Regions from separate parts of the Mus musculus genome. Here region 2 is linked to region 1. A link is a contact called in public Hi-C data. All regions are on one chromosome and are shown on one strand. Each heading gives the region's core, a stretch centred on a gene start, on an enhancer-like site or on the middle of the called end of the contact. The rest is flanking DNA. Distances are from core to core; before and after follow the strand shown. Region 1 has its middle 18 kb from the start of Ankrd60. Region 2 has its middle 18 kb from the start of Gm30017.

Evidence for each region. Hi-C and Micro-C count contacts between places; a contact is called where the count stands out from the background.
Region 2: a Hi-C map of double positive thymocytes shows a contact between it and region 1, with 3 times the contacts expected there. The contact joins two enhancer-like sites. A contact is called at or near these places in 3 of 484 Hi-C or Micro-C datasets (bone marrow-derived macrophages, double positive thymocytes and nephron progenitors), 1 of 115 datasets of contacts at active chromatin or transcription factors (fetal liver) and 1 of 9 other capture datasets (embryonic stem cells).

Annotation. Positions count from the first base shown.
Region 1 is chr2:173,592,919-173,598,861 of GRCm38.p6, reverse strand. It overlaps the pseudogene Ppp4r1l-ps. Among named protein-coding and RNA genes, the nearest start is that of Ankrd60, 18 kb to the right of the region's middle. Within about 2 kb of position 3,386, at least 28 of the 459 cell types and tissues checked have an H3K27ac peak or open chromatin away from gene starts, as enhancers often do. A contact at or near this core is called in double positive thymocytes, where this site is marked.
Region 2 is chr2:173,853,070-173,859,012 of GRCm38.p6, reverse strand. It overlaps the pseudogene Gm14371. Among named protein-coding and RNA genes, the nearest start is that of Gm30017, 18 kb to the left of the region's middle. Within about 2 kb of position 3,537, at least 27 of the 459 cell types and tissues checked have an H3K27ac peak or open chromatin away from gene starts, as enhancers often do. A contact at or near this core is called in double positive thymocytes, where this site is marked.

The DNA.
Region 1 (5,943 bases), core at 2,137-4,636:
GGGGGCACAGGCAGCCTTGACTGTTCTTGCTCCTGGTCATATGCTTAGGCATCTGTCTGCCACTCTCTGCAGCCTCCCACCTCCACACCTGGAGCTCTTCCTGGCCCTAAAGCCTGCATACACTAGGCATATTCTTCTTGGTTTAGGGGTTAAAATCTTGAGTCTCATCACCATTTAGGTCCCCCCTCAGACAATGTTTTTCTTGCCATGCCTACAGTTACCCAACATCTGCTCCACTGTGCTGGTCTAGTGGGCTCGGCTCTGGCTAGGCAGCTCAGCTTGGGGCCTATCGTTTTCAGAGTTCCCATGGCCGATGCGGCAGGGCAGGTACCATATCCACAGCCTCCCACACGACTTTCTCTCCTCTCAACTCTAGCCTACCTGCGTGGTGGGACCCTCACATTCTGTAGCTCAACTGGAGTGCTCTGGTCTTCTTGCCTGACCCAGACTCACCTGCCCACCCACCATAGAATATTTCTTTTATCTTTGTTCACCCCGTGTAGCCTTTTGTGTAAAAGACCTGGGGAAGGTTTCATAGATGGGTTCTTCAGGGACCACATTGTGTTCATCTCTGCCTGGGCAACTACTGGGCTCACAGACTGCATCTCCCTCTTCATAGACTGCTCTAGCTGTGGGGATGGAATTTTACCTTAAAGAGGATCATCTCTAAACTGGTTTTTAAATTTCAATTCAGAAATTTATTTAAGGTGTAAGCCACATCAACAAACACCATTGTAGCCTAAGACTGGTTTATCGTGGGCTTCTGCTGTGAAGACACTGAGAACATTAGCATCATGTGTCTCTAGTGAGGGTGTCAGTGGCCAAAACAGCCATTTTTCTGTAGATTGCTCTTCCCACTGTCAGATCACACTCCCGTTGGTAAAACATTTTAAGCTAAGTGTTATACATTAGGATATTTAAAAAAAATCAACGTCCTTTAAAGGATAAAATTTAAAAGATATACTCGCCATCTTCATGTAAGATATAGGTGATCACATGTCAAAATTATATTTAACTCATTTGCTAATAAAGGGAACCAGAAAAATCTAACAGCCAAGCTCAGTGGAGAGCTAGCTCCATAGCACATATTCACAGTGCGAGCATGGAACCCCAAGTGGCTTACAGAGGACCACACCCAGATGTGCCTTCCTCTGGGTCTGTTCTGCGGTCTGTAGACAGAGCTTGTTCCCATGTGCCGTTCTGTGTAGCTCAGACTTGTAGTCCTGCCCTCTCAGCCTTCTGAGTGCTGGGAGTCCAGCTGTGAGTGCCATGTCTACTCTGCCTTGTTAGCTCCCTCTCCACCACCACAGAACTGACCTTGGGCCCTGCCCAAAGGCGGGCTTGTAGCTAGGTGAGCTGCTGTCAGAGTCTGACTTTTGAGGAAGGAACCTTGGCCCTTTCTCTAGAGTGTTTTCTCCATTACCTTCTTAACTTTAACCAAGTCACTTATTAAGGTTAGGTGGTGAGGGAACTTGGCCTTCTTTTCCTATATGACTCCTTTAGAGAATGTGGGTTGCTGTTATTTTATTACTGCTGTGTTGTTACGTCCCTGTGGCTCTCTGTTTCTGCACTATTGGGACTGGGACTGGCCATCCACAGGGCGCTCTGAATGGAGTAGCTCCACTTTGTTTGTTTGTTCATTTGTTCGTTTGTTTGTTTGTTTGTTTTTGGTAGATACCAACATTTTTTGAGCTCTGCTCAGATAACATGAAGAAAGCATGTTCAGAGTGCTTCACAGCTGTGTCCCACACTTCCCCCTGTGGTCTGCAGAACCCAGCTCTCAACTGTGTTCATCAAACTCCTCAGTGATCCCCATCGATAGGTGAGTGCTCACACCCCTGGCAGCTGCACTGGCCTCTCAGGATCAAGTGCTCCAGCTCGCCAGTGTCCATCTTGGTTTCTGGCTTCTTTTCTGCCTTCCCTTTCCAGCATCTGTGTGCATAGTAAGATCTAGACACTGTGAGATCAGAACCAGGGTAACTGAAGTCTCAGAAGCTTTGGGGCAGATACTAAGAAAGAGGAAAGTGCACAGCATAGAAGCCAGGATTGAGAAACAGGTCTCTAAGTGCCTGCCTACTATCCCGGTCCTGCCATAGGCATGCTGAGTACTGTCTGTAAGGTCTCCTGGGTACTTTACGAAGACTAGTGTCACATGGAATTCACATTCTAGAAACATGGAGACTCGAGTGGAGGGCTATGTGCCTCTTCTCTGTTGATAACGGTCCATTTGGCTTTGGGGCATGGCTGGGAAGTAACAAACCTGAGTAGATGCCTTGGGTGGGTGGGGTCACGCCTGCTCACTAATGCAGGTCAACAGTGTGTGCCCTTGCCCAGGTGTGCCAGGCCGCCTTCCAGTCATTCTGCCCAAGCCAGGCTGCTCTGTACACTCTGGAGGATGGCACCCCGAGCATCAGGCCACTGAGCCAAGAAGTGGAGTCTAACTTTGCCTCTGGCTTACCCAGGCCCAGCAGCTGTAGTGCCGCCTTAGCCGAGTGAGCTCTAGCCAGGATGCTTGGCACCGCCAGCCCCCGTCACCTCAAGCATCCACCTAGAATCCAGCAACGATCTCATCTCCAGCTTTAGTAATAGTGACCTTCTGGGCAAGATGGAAGATTAGAGCTTTAATTATGTAAAGAAGCAAAAAGTAATTGCAATAACGATTTGGAAACATGACTGCCGGGTTATAAATAATGAAGCTACCACGTCTCCTCAGTTCAGATAAAATATTCATTCAGGGTGGTGATTAAATAACCTGTAAAGAAAATTGTCTCTTTCTCCTTGATTAATGAAGTTCTTCAGAGAATTTACACAGGAAAAAAGGTGAAGTCTTCCAGATGTGCGTTTGTGACACAGGACATTCTGATTATACCAAGGCCTGTCTCTGTGTGCTGTCTTGACCCTCAGTTCCTTTCTAGCATGGTGGTTGATCTTGTGTTTGTCATGCCTACCCTCTGAGGATGGCAGGTACATACGACCAATGTGAGGTGGGTCTTACACATCCCTTTGCCATCAGGGCTGCATAGGAGGGTGAGGTCGGACAGTGTGGGCAGTTGACACCTTGGAGTCCAGATTGTCTACACACACACACACACACACACACACACAGTGCTTGTGCAGACACAGTCCTGGGGACCAGCACACAGTCAGCTCTTCCCCATTCTTAAGCTTTTGTTCCAAAGTCTGCCCCCTGCTGGAACACTCATAAATATGCAGCGGAGGCTGGCCGAGCTTCCTGGGGTGGTTTTCAGTGCGGTCCGCTTTCTGCCAGGGGGCAGATTGGGGCCGGCTAAAGCTATGGGTTTGCAGTCTTCTGACAGGATGCAGGTGCTCATTCGGGAAAGAGTGGGGCTGAGGTGCAGGTGCTGCTCACGTCCCTTCCTGCGAGCGCCATGGTAGTGAGAGCTTGCTTCTTCCCTCTCCCCTGGCTTCAGAGCACCTGTGCACACAGAGCCACATGTACTTCCGGAAGGAGCTTCAGCTGAGAGCAGCCATCTGCACAGCAGCTCTTCCACAGACACAACAGGAAACCATCCAGGGAACCCTTCCTAAGCCAGGGCTGAAGTGATGGGAAGTTCTTCAGGCGGCAGGTCCTTCCCAAAGCTCCTCATATCAGCCGCTGCCTCAGCAACAGTTACCCTGAAACAGAGCAGACACTACCGAGGGAGGGAGGGAGGGAGGGCGGGCGTGTGTGCTCAGTACTTGATTGTATGGGCTCACTCCTCTGCCTTATAGAGCTAAGATGTGGAGGTGCTTAGGGAGCCTGGGCCACTAGAAGGAAGCCACGTTGGGCCTGAGGCTGCATGTGACAGTTATGTGGCCAGGAGCAAGATCCAGAAAGTCCTTCAGAATTTGCAGGAACATCTGCTGCATGACCCAGACATTCATGGTGAGGGCAGGACGTCTGTGTGTTGTGCATGGCACAGGCCTGCTTCCTTGCCCATGTGCTGCTGTGTGCCTGTGTGGTGAGGTACACATACGCAGAGTTTGGTATCTCTAGGCAGCACCTGCTTCCGATGTCTGGCTTCCTTGTTGCGGGCAACGTGTGCACAGCCTGGAGGGACCCCAGGCAGGACAGAGGACAGTGCTGGGCACATCGGTGCTGGTGGAAGGTTTGTTAGCTCCAGAGACAGTGACATCATTTCCCAAGTTGTGTATCCTTTCTGGCCACAAACATCTCAGGCGGCCTTCCTTTGGAACCCATAAGCTCAGGTCTTCACTAATTCCTATGGTTTCTTTCCTAAGCAGATAGGTGTTTTTCATTTCATGATTAATGCTCCCACCTACCAAGTGTAGGTGGGGTCTAGGAGCTGGTCTCCTAATCCCATTGTTGTGCAACCCCAGTTAGTCCTCAGGGCTCTGCAGTGCTGTCCTTGGGTTTGTGCCACGTGAGAGAGATTAGAGAAACAACACTTGCTGCTGTTGCTGGGCAAAGGCTTGCCTTGCTCTGAGGAGAGGAAATGTGAAGACCCAGTTCGCCCCATGATTAGTCTTTGTCTGCCAGTCTCTGAGTGAAGGAACCCGTGATTGCCGAAGGGATGAACAAGTGGTCCACTTGTACAGGCTGCAGGCAGAGGCTGCGGTGGGTTGCACAGACAACAGCTTGTCCCAGTCACAGCCGATCAGGGCTGGCCAGCAGTGACCCTTGGAGTCTGGTGGAGGGGCTTGTGTAGGCAGCTCTGCCTGGGTGAGGTGAGGCCTGAGAGACGAGTGTCCAGAAGAGGCACCGGGCAGGAAGCTGGTCATTTCTGGGGGTAGAGAAAATATCAGGGGATCCTCACCCTGCAGGTCCTGTTCCTGGGAGGCCGCTATTTGCACTGCTCTGCACATATTTACATAGCTAATTTCTCACTAAGGAAGGACTGTTAGCTTTTCTCAGATCTCAGAGGGGTCGCTAACCCTCAGAGATTCAGAAACAAATGACACATTTCACATTCTGGCTGTTGCAAAGGGCCTGGTGTGCTGTACTTGGGAGGTAGACTTATCCCAGCACAGTGGGGAGCCAGCTACAAGCTCTGAGCATTGGAGAGGATATTTGTATTGTAGGAACAGCATGCAAGGGTGGGGGTAGGGCATGTGTCATGTACCCTGGAGATGGAAATGTACAGTTTTAATTTGTGTAGAAAAATAGGTGAAGTAGGCCCTTTGAGCCCCCACACTAGTGTGTAAATAAACTTACGTGTATGCGCATGCATACGTGTTAATAGGAAGGGGAGCAGCCATCCTGCTTTATAAATGGGGCGTACAACACCCCTTGTCAAGGAGGATGGCATCCCAGACTCCTCTGCTAGCTAACCTCATGCTTCCTTTTGTGAGAGACAGTGGCGTTGAACTGATTTTCCTTGGTAGATGTGTTTTGAATCCAGATGTGCTGCTCTGTGTGACTGATGATCAGTTGGAATGGTCACATTAGTGGCCAGCATCACAGCTGGCAGGGGGCTCCTGCTGAGACTCCAGAGTCTGGCACCAAGCACTCTTCAGTTATGGAGGAGGTACATATGCCTCTAGGAAGAGCCCCATTCCCAGGCCAGAGCTTGGTGCATATCCCTCTGAAATGAACCCAGGATCCATCCGCATTAAGTTATTAAAATCTTTTTAAAAATGTTTTGAGACAGGCTGTTACATAGCCCAAGCTAGTCTGAGCCTTGCTTTGTAATAGAGGGTGATTTCAAACTTGTGATTTTTTTTTACTGCCACCTTCCAAGTGCTGGGAAACACATAAGTGCAGCTTATGGGGTACAGGGGATGGAAAACGGGGTTTTGTGGCTATCAGGCAGTCTCCCGACTGAATGACATGCCCAGCCTCATGCTGTCATTAGAACGCTTGCTGCTTCTCCTCCTGCTGCTCAGGCTCAGGTATTACCTGCCTGCCTGCCTGCCTGCCTGCCGCATTGAGAGCGAGCAGCACAACCCTGCTCTGCTGGTGAACCCAAGAGCACGCAGACA
Region 2 (5,943 bases), core at 2,288-4,787, 260 kb before region 1:
TTATCCTTTTTGGTTATACACACACACACACACACACACACACACACACACACACACATATCCATCCCCTGGCAAACATGTCACTAGCTGGTCCTTTCTCCCAGTTTGTAGTGTTTCGTTTCCTTTTGTTTTGTTTGAAGCAAGGCGTTATTATGCCTTGTCTGGAATTCTTTATGTAATCAGGCTGGGATACAACTCAAAGAGACCCACCTGCCTCTGCCTCCCACATTCTGGGATTCAATTAAAGGCATGCATGCCACACATACCAATAACAGTCATGTTTTTTTTTTTTTTTTTTTGAGACAAGACTGGTATTGAATCAGTTTGTAAGCTAAAGATGTCCGTTAATTTTCCATTCTTCTGCCTTCACCTCCCAAATGCTAGGATAATAGCTATGTGTTACTAATTTTCTTGACAGTGTCTTTAAAAAAAATCATACCTGATTAATTTATATGAAGGGTGATCTTTAATATTTTCTTTTATGGACTAAACTTTAAGTTGTAAATAATCCTCCGATAATGTGCTGGTCCTCAGCCATCAGGGAAATATAAAACAACAACGTTCTACCACTACACTCTGTGAGACCAACAACCCAGGCAGGTTCCGACAGGACCAGGTACCACTGGCAATGCAGAGGAAATACCATTTGCATGTACAAATGGCATATATGAAGCTGGACAGCTGCTTTAGAAGACAGTGTGGCTGTTGCATGCATAGTTCAAGGAACATTCAGCATAGAACACAGAAATCTTATTTTTATAGACCTTTGCCCATGAAAAATGAACACTCCAACCCTTACAGAAACAAGCACGCCGGTGGTCTACAGCAGCTTCACTTAAAGCCTCCACGTCTACAAATAACTACATTGTCTCTCAGCAAACCATGGGAGAGCAAGCCCTACCCTTGAACCGATCCTTCAGTTCAAAAATATCAAGTACATTCAACACAGATGGACACCAGAACCAGCCTTCAGGGTGAACAAACATCTACAATATTTGGGCCTCTGTGATTCCCTGACAGAAGAACGTGAGCCACCATTGATTGACAGCCAGGGCTGGGAGGAAGGAGGTGTGCTACCCTTGAAGAGACCCGGGAGGTGATGAGATAGTTCTCCATACCCATGGTTCCGTGCTGAATTCAGTCATTAAACTTCATTGTGCTATCCACAAAATGGTTTGAGTTTATTATACAGGTTAAACCTCAAAGAAAAATGTGTGTGGGGAGAGCCAAGTGGTATCTGGCATAGCAAATGGAGGATGACCAGCTCTTTTAGGTCTTGTATGTGTGTGGTGTGTCTATGTATGCATGCATACATGTTCGCATGTGTGACTGCAGGTATGTGTGCCAGCCACACATATGAAGGTCAAAAAACAACCTCTGGTGGTGGTCCTTGACTTCTACCTTGTTTTGAAACAGAGTCTTCGTTGTTTTCTGTGCACATCAAGCTATCTAGACCACAACGTTTTTGGGGAATTCTCCCATCTCTTCCTCTGCACCTCCTTCAGCTCCATTGGAGTGCCAGGATTCCAGCCAAGTACTTATGTGCATTTATGTGCCTGGCTTTACCCAGATTCTGAGGATCCAAGCTCAATTCCTTGTGCTTGTGCAATGTGATGGTTACCTTTAACTTGACGTGACCTGTTATCTCCCGGGCAGAGAGGCTCAGTGCAGGATTATCTGCATTGGATTGGCCTATGAGGATGTCTGTGGGGAACTGACTTCTGTTCCCTGAACTGGGGAGCCCTGCCTACTGCGAGCAGCACTGCTTCTCAGGCAGGGGATCCTGAGCAGTATAGGGGTTGGGTAAGGAGTGAAGCACAAGCCAGCAGGTGCACTTCTTCTCTCTGCTGTTGCCTGCCCATGGATGAGCTCTGAGCAGCTGTTGCAACCTCCTACCTTTGCGACCGACCACCCCACAGTGAGGGGCAGGAGCCTGGAACTGTAAACTCAAACAGGTCCCTTCTCCCTGAAGTGCTTTCTGTCAGAACGCTTTTGGGGGAATCAAGGTAATTAATTCATCACAGCAACAGAAATGAAACACAGTGTTTTACCCACTAAGCCATCTCTCTAGCCCATGACCAACCTTTTTAAAGGCAACGTAAACACAGCACTGAGATCAGGTGTCCACTGGGCAGGCTCCTAGCTCTTCAGCAGTTCTGGGGTACACTGGCATTCAGAGACTTTCTCTTCTATAATGCCACAGAGAGAGGGATTGAGGGTACTCCCTACCATGTCCACAGAGAGTCTGAAGTCATCTCAGCAGCCATAGTAGGAAATAACACCCTGGCACTGGGCCCAAGCGGTGGAGTCTTGATGGCCTTCTAGCAGAGTTTTCTATGTCTTGAGCATGTGAGCACCGCAGCCTCCTTCCCTGATCTGCTCTAAAGGCTGTGTACCTTCTCTGTGGAGGCCTTACAGCCTGTGAAGCACAGGACCTCCTACAGGGACCTGCACCTTCTCTGGGGTCTTCTGGAGTCAGCTTCAAAGGATTACCTCCTCTCCTAGCATGAGGACTGAAGACAGACTCTGATGCCCAGCATCCCTGCCCATGCTCACTTAGCATCCTCACCGATGCTCACTGCGCTGGAAGAAAAGCCAATCAGAACCCTGTCTGCCTGTTCTCTCTCCGGGCTCTGCAAATGTTTGTTGCTGAATGGTAGAGTAGCTCAGGCTTTGGTGTTCTGTGGATCCCTGGAATAGGAACACAATATTATTGTAATCAATGAAGACAGAGGAGACATCACTGCCAAGCCCCATCCCTTCTCCTCCTCCTCCTCCCTCCTCTAGCCTTCCTTCCACAGAGATCAGAGGTGAGAAGAAACTTGCTAAGATGCCATTAGTTAATGGAGTTAGCCTGGGGCTACCACGCCTATTCACAACCATGTTGTGTTGGCACAACCCAACATTATCCAAAACTCTACATGCCATCCACATTCCCCCATGCCCTCTGAATAGTCACCCATGACAAGCTGGTATTATCATACAACTTAGCATACAACTTAAATCCCGAAGCACCATTGAGGGAGTGTCACCCTGCTGGAAGAGGCCCATGGTGTGTCCTCAAGGATCGGCAGGGACGACAGCTATACTCCCGTTTGTTCTGGAGACAGGGTGGCAAGGACTGCTTCCTTATCTCCCATGCCTCTACCATCTGTACAGTCTGTATAGGGAACACATTATTAAAATCCATGTTACCTTCTCCTCTCCTTCCTCCCCTCCTCTCCCTCCTCCTCCCCTCTTGCCTCCCCCTCCTCCTCCAAGCCTCGAAACCCTTTGATCCCAACAGGACCTTCTGCATTAAAGTAGGATGCAGGAGTGAGCCTCCCAAAGCTACCTTGGGGACCCCAGGAGTGCTTGAGGTCTGCAAGTGGATCTGTCAGAATGCATAGATAGAGACAGATACACACCAGCTTTCCCCCTCCCCACCCCCAGAAACCTCTCTGTCTCCCTCTTACTAGGGCCACCATCACACAGGTGTCTGACCCAAATGGAACACTGTCTGCATGTACCGCCCACAGAACTCTGCTCCTCCTCTGGCTGGCTCATGTGTCTAGAGGGAGAGAGCCGTGACCACAAAACCAAGATCGAAGATCACCCACCCTCGGGGATGTGGGCAGATCTTTTAATTTGCTTAAATTGTTTGCTAAAACTAATGGTGTGGTTCTTAATTTCCTGCAGCTTTGGGAAAACAAACCAGGGTTTGGAAAAAAAAAAAAAAAAGAAAGAAAAGAAAAAAACCATCAGCTTCCAGTACATATTTTCCCTTCTTCCTCCCAGAGAAAGAAGGTGAATGGATGGATGCCTGCAGCTGACGAATGCTGGTGGCTTCAATCAAAGTCCTGTGTCCCCTGTGGTGGGATGCAGCTGCACAGCTCCCAAGAGCCTGGGAAGCCAGAAGCTTCTACCAGGTCTCAATGAGAGCCTGTGCCAGCCACAAGGCACAAGTATATCTCAACCACATCAAAGCCAAGCGCTTGTCACCTGGAAGACTCTGGGGGTGAGCAGGGGACTAGAGAAACAATATCTTGTTAACCTTTTTTCCTAGGGGCATTCTGCTCGCTCGCCGGCACCTCGCGTTGCATTTACTTCAGCCTTGAAGAGCTGAGGCCCTTGCAGCACAGAATATAAATCTTTTTTTTTCAAAGCCAGCAAGAACAAAACATAACAGGTAGCTGTCCAGACCTGCTTTTTTTTTTTTTTAAATCAACCCAGCTCTGCTAAGAAAAAAAAAAACAAAAAACAAAAAAATTACCCTTGCTGTTTTTATCACATGAGCTGTACCAGAGAGCCAAGAACACAAGGAAGCCAAAACTCGGGTTCTTGTTGTTTTGATGGTAAGCCCATTACGTATGGAGGGAAGAAAAAGCTTTTACATTTTGGGCCTGGTTGAAGCTCTCAGGGACCAGATTAGAGTTAATTAGTGCTCTACACCCTGCACAGCTGGGGAGGCTCCAGAAAGAACCCATGTTCACACCTGTGCTGGGCCTGCGTCCCGAGAGCCAACGTGGACACTGACAGCCTCTGCCTCCCGTTCACTGCCTCTATGGACACCTAATCTGTAGCTCACGCCTTTGGATCAAGAGATAAGCCGTACCTTGCACCTCTGAGACAGACAGCGGTGCATTCCAAGCAGAACCCGAAGGGCTCTGGTACTCCGGAAATTGCTGGGGGCTCCAGGCCTTTGGGCGAGACTGCTAAGTTGCTTCTGGCTAGTTGGAGAGCGCTTATCAATTATTCATGTGACTGGATAAACAGGGATTTTTTTTTATCTTGTAGCATGAATCAAGAGATAAAAATTCCATTTCAAGAGGGGTGTGTATGTGGAAACTAATCCCTGAATGTTAATTGTAAATTGAAAAGGAAGGAGTGGGGGTGGGGAGACCCATAAAGCACTTATGCCTATGTCCTGCTTGGAACATTCATAACATTCCCTCTTCCCTGCTCCCAGGACCCTCAAACCAGGCTGCTAGATGAACAGGAAACCACACCCTCTCTTCATTTGATTCAGACCACCGATAACTGGTAAGCTCCCTCCAGCCATGACCCCCTCCACATCTCTGGAGCTGGTAGTGGAAGATGAGTTTAAGGCAACACCCATCACCCTGCAACAGTACCTCCGTCACCCTGCAACAGTACCTCCGTCACCCTGCAACAGTACCTCTGTCACCCTGCAACAGTACCTCCGTCACCCTGCAACAGTACCTCTGTCACCCTGCAACAGTACCTCCCAGGCATTTGGGGTTACACTTGATGTTCTCTCCTTTGATTCAAATCCTGAGCAAAACACAGTTTTCAAAGAGCTGCCCAGCAAGGCTGCAAACAAAACTAGCAGCAAGCCTAAGACAATGGGTTCTGCCTGCCCATAATATAGTATAGTATCCAACCGGAAAGATACATTGGCCAAAACAATAACATTTTTCCAGGTCTGACAGCACAAGTCTGTCATCCCAGCTACCCAGGAGGCTGAGGCAGTGGGATCGCATGAGCTACAGAGTGAACTCAAGACCAGCTTGGGCAAATTTAATAGGACTCTTGTCTGAAAATAAGAACTAAAAAGAGGAGCCTGGAGGGGTAGCTCAGCAGGTCAGAGCACTGGTGCTCTTCCAGAAGTCCTAGGCTAGGGTTCCAGTACCTTCATGATGGTTCACAACCACCAATAACTCCAGTTTCAAGGGATCTGATACCCTTTTCTGACCTCTAAGGATACAAAGCAAGCGTACAGTTCAAATACTTACATCAGAAAGAACGCTTATGCACAAGAAGTAAAATTTAAAAAGATAAATAAAAAGAGGCGAGGACTGGGGTGTAGCTCATTAGTGATGTACTTTCGTAGTGGGGACGGGATCTTGGTTTCTCTCTCTAGTACTGGAAATATTTTAAGTGTCCAATGGGATGACTCAGTAGGTAAAGATGCTTGCCACCAAGTCTGACCACTTGAGTTGG